Regions from separate parts of the Mus musculus genome. Here region 1 is linked to region 2. A link is a contact called in public promoter capture Hi-C data. All regions are on one chromosome and are shown on one strand. The core of a region is the stretch at or near the end of the contact, and the rest is flanking DNA. Distances in the headings are between cores, read along the strand shown.

The links. Promoter capture Hi-C pulls out the DNA fragments that hold promoters and counts their contacts.
Region 1: a contact with region 2 is called in a promoter capture Hi-C map of liver, with 4 times the contacts expected there. The contact joins the enhancer-like site here to the promoter of Abca7 in region 2. A contact is called at or near these places in 8 of 39 promoter capture datasets (the C10 cell line, the HPC-7 cell line, cranial neural crest and 5 more), 1 of 484 Hi-C or Micro-C datasets (B cells), 2 of 115 datasets of contacts at active chromatin or transcription factors (effector CD8 T cells and memory CD8 T cells) and 2 of 9 other capture datasets (liver and pancreatic islet).

The regions. Positions count from the first base shown.
Region 1 is chr10:80,616,083-80,620,096 of GRCm38.p6, forward strand. All of the region lies in intron 1 of Gm31298 (a long non-coding RNA gene), which reads right to left. Among named protein-coding and RNA genes, the nearest start is that of Gm31298, 4.7 kb to the right of the region's middle. Within about 2 kb of position 2,354, at least 45 of the 459 cell types and tissues checked have an H3K27ac peak or open chromatin away from gene starts, as enhancers often do. A contact at or near this core is called in B cells, effector CD8 T cells, liver and 1 more, where this site is marked.
Region 2 is chr10:79,994,854-79,998,851 of GRCm38.p6, forward strand. Abca7 (ATP-binding cassette, sub-family A (ABC1), member 7) reads left to right here and starts at 1,641. Exons shown (of 47, transcript NM_001347081.2): 1 at 1,641-1,735; 2 at 2,755-2,827; 3 at 2,916-3,009; 4 at 3,161-3,302; 5 at 3,391-3,503; 6 at 3,598-3,671; 7 at 3,904-3,984. The coding sequence starts at 2,762. Cnn2 (calponin 2) reads left to right here. Exons shown (of 7, transcript NM_007725.2): 7 at 1-547.

The sequences.
Region 1 (4,014 bases), core at 1,104-3,603, 620 kb after region 2:
CTGTCTCAAGAAGCCTTCAGAAAAGGCAGGTGCTCATGGGAGCACCCATGGAAATGGGGTCTTTGCAGAGATTTACTGAACCTGCTGCTAGGGTAGTCCTAGACACCCAATTGCCTGGTGCCATTAAAAAGCAGAGAAGCAGACAGGTGCCTGCTGTGAGGACAACCACAGACAGGGAGATGGGGCGATGTGTCTATAAGGACAAGGGTTGCTAGCTGCCATGTGTCACTGGAAGCAGGCAGGAATGGACTGCCTACAAAGTGGCCACTTTGGGGCCATCCCTCTTTGTTCTTTGCCCTCTGTGTTCTTCCACAGAATGGAGACAAGCTTGCCACAGGGCACCAGCTTACTGTAAGCTTGTTTTGTTTTGGTTTTGGTTTTGCTTTTTTGAGACAGGGTTTCTCTGTATAGCCCTGGCTGTCCTCAAACTCAGATCCACCTGCCTCTGCCTCCCAAGTGCTGGGATTAAAGGCGTGTGCCACCACTACCTGGCCCCTGTAAGCTTGTGTCACACACAACCCATTACCACACATAGGAGTGACAGTTGCTGCAGGATCAGGGATAGTAACCCATCCTCTCTCCATGGTTATGGTGACACTCTGCCTTCAGCTACCAAGGGACACTATGGACTTCTCAGACCAAGTGGCCCGTTGTCCTCTCCTGAGTACTGCCCTTCCTGGAACAATGGCGCAGGTCCCTCTTTGCTCCATTCACACTGGCCTCCCACACTGCCCTGTCCCCAAAGTCCCTAATACAATCCCACACTGTGACCCAGTCTCTGCCTTCTTTTTAATCTTCTCTAGTTTTTTGTTGGTTGGTTGGTTTGCTTTTTGTTTGTTTGTTTGTTTGTTTGTTTGTTTTTTGGTTTTTCGAGACAGGGTTTCTCTGTGTAGCCCTGGCTGTCCTGGAACTCACTCTGCAGACCAGGCTGGCCTCGAACTCAGAAATCCACCTGCCTCTGCCTCCCAAGTGCTGGGATTAAAGGCGTGTGCCACCAGGCATGATGGTTTGCTTTTTTAAAACAAGGCCTCCTGTAGCACAGGCTGGCCTTGAACTATTGATTGTCTTGCATCCACCTTTTTTTGGGGGGTACTGGACGTCAAGATAGGGTTTCTCTGTGTAGCCCTGCCTCTTCTGAAACTCACTCTGTAAACTAGGCTGGCCTTGAATTCACAGAAGTCCTTCTGCCTTTGCCTTTCAAGTGCCACTGCTCCACTTTTGCCTCAGCTGTCTACATGCTGGGATAACAGGTATATTGGAGCACTCTGCACTGAGCTGTTCTTTATTGGTGCATTCCAGTCACATCTCTTTCTGGTGTCCTTGTTACCTCATCTGCTGGCTGGACAGGATGCTAGGGACACAGTGCAGAACATGTTCATCTCAACTCGGGAAGAGATTTGGAAGTTTCTCCCTGGAGTTTTCATTTAGGACGGTTCCTCTAATCTTTAGAACGCACTGGAATGCTTTAAAATGGGGAAATAGAGGAAAGTTATATATAGAAACACTGTTGTCAGAATCTGGGGGATTGGGGAGGGTTCCTTGCCAGAGTCCACCTTTTCTCAGGATGGTAAGTAGATAAAACATACTTGTCTCTTCCCTCCAAAGCAGACATTACCAATCAACCACTCATTCTAACAATCTCTGGGCCGACATCACCAATCAATTGATGAATGAATGATTTCCTCCATGCTTTGCATAGGACAGAATTAAGCAAGCAATCTGCCAGCCAATGTCTTCCATTCTATGGGCAGGGTGGGCATCACAAATCAACTGATGGACAAATATCTTCCTCCATTCTTTGCACAGGGCAAAGATTAGCAGTTAATCTCACAGTCAGTGATGCCCTCTTCCACTCTGCGTACAGGTCAGGCATCAATAATTAAGTCAGTATGTCAGTGATGGCCTCCCTCCTACGTATAGGGAAGATCAAGTCAAGTGGCATCCAAAGGAAAGCACATGGCAGCTCAATTCCAATTCCACTTTTTAGACATGAGGCTGAGGCCCAGGACTTTGTGCAGGCACACCCCAAAACAAAGTGAACTCTGGCAGGGCAGTGCCTATGGCTCCCACACGCATCCCTGGGAATTAGCTTGGGCTCTAGCTCCAGGTGCAACATCAAGAAAAAAACGGCATTGAGTCTTCCAAGGCCGGTTCTTGCTGGATGACCCAGACTATCCTGTCCCCTTAGAGGGAAACTACCATGGTTGGGATGGGGTGGGGAGCTGGGCATCCTGCCACTCTGAGGGAGGAAGCCGTTTGTAACCGGAGTCTCCGAGAATATCAGTGCAGGGTGAGGGCAGCTGTCATCTGCTCGCTCAGCATCCTGTGCCTTTTGCTCGGGACAGGATGTTGTCAAGCTGAGCTCTCTCTGCTTCCTCCAACTACCAAGAGCTCCACTTACAAGCAAGTGATGAAGTCACCTGGTCTGCGGGAGCTTTCTACCCTGGTGTCTGGGTGGGGGCTCAGCGGGTCCTACTCACCTAGCACACATTCTCAGGAGATTAGGAGTTCTAGGTCACACTCTGCTACATACAAGGTTTGAGACCATGAGATTCTGATTTAAAAAAAAAAAAAAAAAGGCCGGGCGTGGTGGCTCACACCTTTAATCCCAGCACTCAGGAGGCAGAGGCAGGCAGATTTCTGAGTTCGAGGCCAGCCTGGTCTACAGAGTGAATTCCAGGTCAGCCAGGGCTATACAGAGAAACCCTGTCTCAAAAAAACCAATAAATAAATAAAAAAATAAAAAATCTTGGAGTCTGGAGAGAGCTCTGCACTGGCTGCTCTTCCAGAGGACCCAGGTTCAATTCCCAGCAACCACAGGACAGCTAACAACTGTCTGAAACTCCAATCCCAGGGGACCCAACACCTTTACACAGACATGTACACAGGCAAAACACCAATACACATGAAATAAAAATAAGCAAGCCAGGCATGGTGGCTCATGCTTTTAATCCCAGCACTCGGGAGGCAGAGGCAGGCGGATTTCTGAGTTCGAGGCCAGCCTGGTCTACAGAGTGAGTTCCAGGACAGCCAGGGCTATACAGAGAAACCCTGTCTCAAAAAAAAAAGGAAAAAAAATAAACATAAAAAAATCTTGGGCAGTGGTGGTGCAGCCTTTAATCCCAGCAGTTGGGGAGGCAGAGGCAGGCGGACTTCTGAGTTCAAGGCCAGTCTGGTCTACAAATGAGTCCTAGGAAAGCCAGGGCTACACAGAGAAACCCTGTCTCAAAAAACCCAAAAATAAATAAATAAATAAATAAATAAATAATATATTCTTGGTGGTGCACACAAACTTTTATTTCTAGTACATGGGAGGCTAAGACAGGAGGATCTCTGTGAGTCCAGGACTACATAGAAAGTGTCAGGTCAGTCTGGACTACACAGTGGAATCCTGTATACACACACACACACACAGTCACCAAGCAAACAAAAACTTCTTGGCTTGCTGGGATGACCTGAGCTCAATACTCAAACCCTACACAAGGCAGAGGGAGATGAGCTCCATTACCTTAACGTGTGCTGTGGCACATGCAAGTGTACATACACACCCCACATACAAAATAAAATCTTAAAATATTCTAATATCTGCTGAGAATGACTGTGTATCAGCTGTTGCCCAACACCTGATTGGTGAATTGTCACAAACTAAACCTCACCCTGGGCCACAGAAAGTGTGTCTCAGGCCAATGTGGACCTGCACAGTGCCAATCAAAACAAACTCAAGCCCAAGCAAACAGTGTAGGTGCAGGAAGAACGGGAGAAAACGCCAGCATTTCAGAGAAGCAACTGAGCCAGCAGCCTGATCGAAGCTGCACATAAGCAGGAATAGTTCCAGCTGACTTCACTGGCTCTTTCTGCCATTTAAAAGACTTTGTGACGCGGCCTCTGTAGCCCAGGCTAGTCAGTGTGAGATTACAGTCTATGGGCTCCAACTTGACTAGATGTGGATTCCGGACAACCTCATGGTTGTCAGGGGAGGATCATCCGCTCAGGGTTGGCCAATCAGAGTGGGCA
Region 2 (3,998 bases), core at 391-2,890:
ATGGGTGTCCTTGGTGGGACAGTGAGGCTGTGCGTTTCCCAGTGGGCTGTGGGAGAGGCTGGCCCCAATGGGCTTCCTGTTTCTTCATCTCTTTCACATCAGTTTGTGGTTTGTGAACCCGGGGAAATTACAGGCAGTTTCAATGAAAGAAAACAAGGGGTTTTGTGGGGGTTTTGCCTCAAAAGTATTGGAGTACACTAGGCTTTAAAATACTGCAGGCATTCTGAGGGACTAAGTTTGCTTTCCCACGACTCTCAGACTTCACCCTCCTGTGCCCCGTGGGGAAACTGAGGCAAGCCAGATGTGACCCCAACGCCTGCAGCCCTCCCTCACTCCTCTGGTGTTTGAAGGCTTCCCTGCCCCTGTGCAGGCCCTGATTAGGTGTGCTAGAGTCTGGGCCTCGGAAGGGGCCACACATGACCCACACGGGCCCCTGCACTGCCAGAAAATGTGAAATTCCCTGTGTGGACCAAAAAAACAAAAAAAAAAACAAAAACAAAACAAAAACAAAAACAATAAAAACCTCTGTTTCTAAGAGTAAAGTACATTCCTGAGTTTGGCCGTGATGGAGGGGGCGCTGTCTAGAAGCAAGGTGCAAGCCCTGCACAAAAGTTAGGGAGAAGGCGAGAAACAGACACAGTTGAATGAATGATGTGAGATAGATCGGGGCTAGGGTGGAGAAAGAGGCTGAGTCTCCCTCACCAGCTTCCTTCGAACTCCTATGCATCTGCAAAACCCCAACTTCTAAGGCCCCCTAACTCACGCTTGCCAGGGTGATCTACACCCATCTCCCTCTATGCTTTGTGAAATAAACCAGTTTTTTTTTTCCAGAGTAGGAGACATCTGAGAATCTTGCCTACAATCCAGGCAACTATTGATTCTAATCTTAGGATATTGGGCTGCCACCTGATTCTGAAATTGTCTAGACCAGAGGATGTTGCTAAAATGAATGTGCAGGTCCTTGAAGCTCTACTTTGGAGATGAGCTCACAGAGGCTGTGGTACAATTCTGGCTGGTGGCAGGAGATGGCACAGGATACAAAGACCTTGTGCAAACCTTCCGACCTAAACTTGGTCTTTGCCTGAGGTCCCACATCATGGTAGGCAAGAATAGACTCCAGGAAATGGTCCTCTGACCTCCACAGATATGCCATGCATGCATGTGTCCTACCCTAATAAGCAAATTAATTAAATTTAAAAACAAAGGTTACTTGTGGTGGCACACGCCTTTAATCCCAGCACTCAGGAGGCAGAGGCAGGCGGATCTCTGTGAGACCAGCCTGGTCTAAGCAGTGATTTCCAGGCCTACCACAGCAGTGTGAGCCACTCTCAAAATTAAAAAGTATTTTTAAAAAGGAGTCCTTGGGGAGAGGAGACAGGAATGTCTTGCTGTGGGGAGCTGCCATTTCAAGATGTGAACTCACAGGTGACCCGTTGTCCCCCTCTTTGTCGTGTCCCAGTGAAGCCAAACTGATGCAGCAGGAATCCTGTTGTCCCTTTAAGAAACCCGGCTCGGAGAGGCGGGCTGTGGTCCCGCCTCCTCCAATGGCAAAGTCGCCTGAGTAGCAGGTGCAATATCCAATAGTAGCGTTAGGGGGCGGGGCTGGGTGCTCCTTAGGGCACCGGGTTGCGAAGGGCGTCGTCCGCAATTGAGCGGGGCTCCACTTAAAGGGGCCGCGCTCCCCCGCCGAGGCCGAGAGGAGCGAAAGTGGATGGAGTTTGGGGGCCTCAGAACGGTGAGAAAATCCCCGAGAGGGTGGAAGGTGGAGCCTGGAGATCTGGGGATGCTGTGGGGTGAGGGTGGGCTGAGCCACGTTCCCTGATAATTTGGGGTTCCAGGTGCCTACTCTCCCTTGCCCTTCCTTATCCTTCCGGGGAGTGTGGGAAAAATGGACCACCGATCCTCACAGCGGTCATCTGGTCACCTCGAGGGACCTCTGCCAACCTACACCTCCAGTGTCCCACTTTCCAAATGAGGCCTGTCACCCCCCACCCCCCAGATCTCAAATTTCACTTTATGAAAGAAAAAAGTCCCCGAGTGGAAGCCGCCAATTTCCATGTAGATGGTTAAACTTTGGCAATTTCCCTCTCTGTCAGCCTCAGTTTCCCTATCGGTATCATGAAGCAGGCCACAGGCATACAGTTCCGGGGGGAAATAAAATAACGAAATCAGGAATGGCGTGCTCAAGGAGCCTGTCCCTGACTCCTCCTAGCCGGCGGTCTTCTGTACCCTCCTTTTGACTCCGGAGGGCGGGCCCTCCTTCTTCTCTGGTTTCCTTGGGAGCGTGACTTTGCCCCTTTTTGAGCCTCAGTTCCCATCTCTTAAAAAATAGAAGGCCAGCTGCAAATGACACAGACTCCGGGTCTCACCGGGGGCCACCTGGGGCGAACGGAACCGAGACCCCGGTCTGGTATGAGGCTGACCGTGGAGCCCCGAGCCCCAAGCCCCAAGCTTTAAACCCAAGCTCCGCCCCCTAAGAATGCAAACAGGGTCTTCCAGACCCCAGCCTTCATCGATAGCCCTTCCAGCCAATCAGCTACGAGGACGGCTGCGCGCCGGGTTCCCATTGGTCACTTCCCTAGTGAATTTCTTTCTATGGTGCCTTGTTTGCCGGGCTCTTTGCGGGAGATTTATTGAGGCTCAGCCCGATGTTCGGAAGGATGAGGATCAGAGACCCGCAGACATTTGTCTGGAGCCACACAGCTCACTCTCAGCCTTTTCTTTGTCCTGTCCTCTCCGCTGTTTCCGGTCCAGAGTCATCATGGCCTTAGGCACACAGCTGATGCTTCTGCTGTGGAAAAATTACACCTATCGACGGAGACAACCGGTAACGCCCGGGGTTTGCAGGTCGGGGGGGGGGCGATGGCAGGTGTCCATCACGGCCCCCCAAAGTCTCCTACCCATTCTCTCCCCAGATCCAACTACTAGTGGAGTTGCTTTGGCCCCTCTTCCTCTTCTTCATCCTAGTGGCTGTCCGTCACTCCCACCCCCCTCTGGAGCATCACGAATGTGAGCCGCTGTGTGTGTGGTGGGACAGTGACAAGCCTCTCCCGCCCTGCTTGGCGCTGGGGTCTGAGCTGGGTGTGGCGGGTGGCCATATCATTTAATGAGCTGATAATAGAAGTGAGGGCGACTATGAGCAGATGTCTCCCCGCTCCAGGCCACTTTCCAAACAAGCCATTACCATCGGCGGGCACGGTGCCCTGGCTGCAGGGCCTTGTCTGCAACGTAAACAACTCCTGCTTCCAGCACCCAACGCCTGGCGAGAAGCCTGGGGTCCTGAGTAACTTTAAGGATTCCTTGTGAGTGAACTTGGCAGGTGGGGGCTGGCTGGTGAATGGGGTCCTGGACTCTTGAGGCCCCGCCTCCCACTCCCTCTCTGCTCCCCAGGATCTCGAGGCTCCTCGCTGATACCCGCACAGTGCTCGGGGGCCACAGCATCCAGGACATGCTGGATGCCCTGGGGAAACTGATCCCCGTGCTCAGGGCAGTTGGAGGTGGAGGTAGAGACCTGGGGCTGTAAATCGGGCAGGGGGTTGGGGAGGAGGCTGAGCTGCAGGCTGAGCTTGGCTGCCTGTTGGCATCCCCTCCCCTCAGCACGACCACAGGAGAGTGACCAGCCGACCAGTCAAGGGTCAGTGACTAAGCTTCTGGAGAAGATCCTGCAAAGGGTGAGGGGGGGCTGGCGCGAGGAACTCCCGTGGCCGCCTGGGATGAGCCCTTGCCCCTTTCAACTCCTCCATTCCTCATTTGTAAAGCGGGGTGATAGGAGCTCGGTGGGGATCAGTGGGGGGAGTGCTCACCTCCATTCTGGCTCTGTGGGAGGATCATGGGTCCAAGGTCATTTATGGCCAGGGGACTACTGAGCAGTCCACCCAGGTCTCACCCATCGTTGCTTCACAGGCATCCCTGGATCCTGTGCTGGGTCAAGCCCAGGATTCTATGAGAAAGTTCTCAGATGCTATCAGGGATCTTGCCCAGGAGGTGAGCAGCCCCAG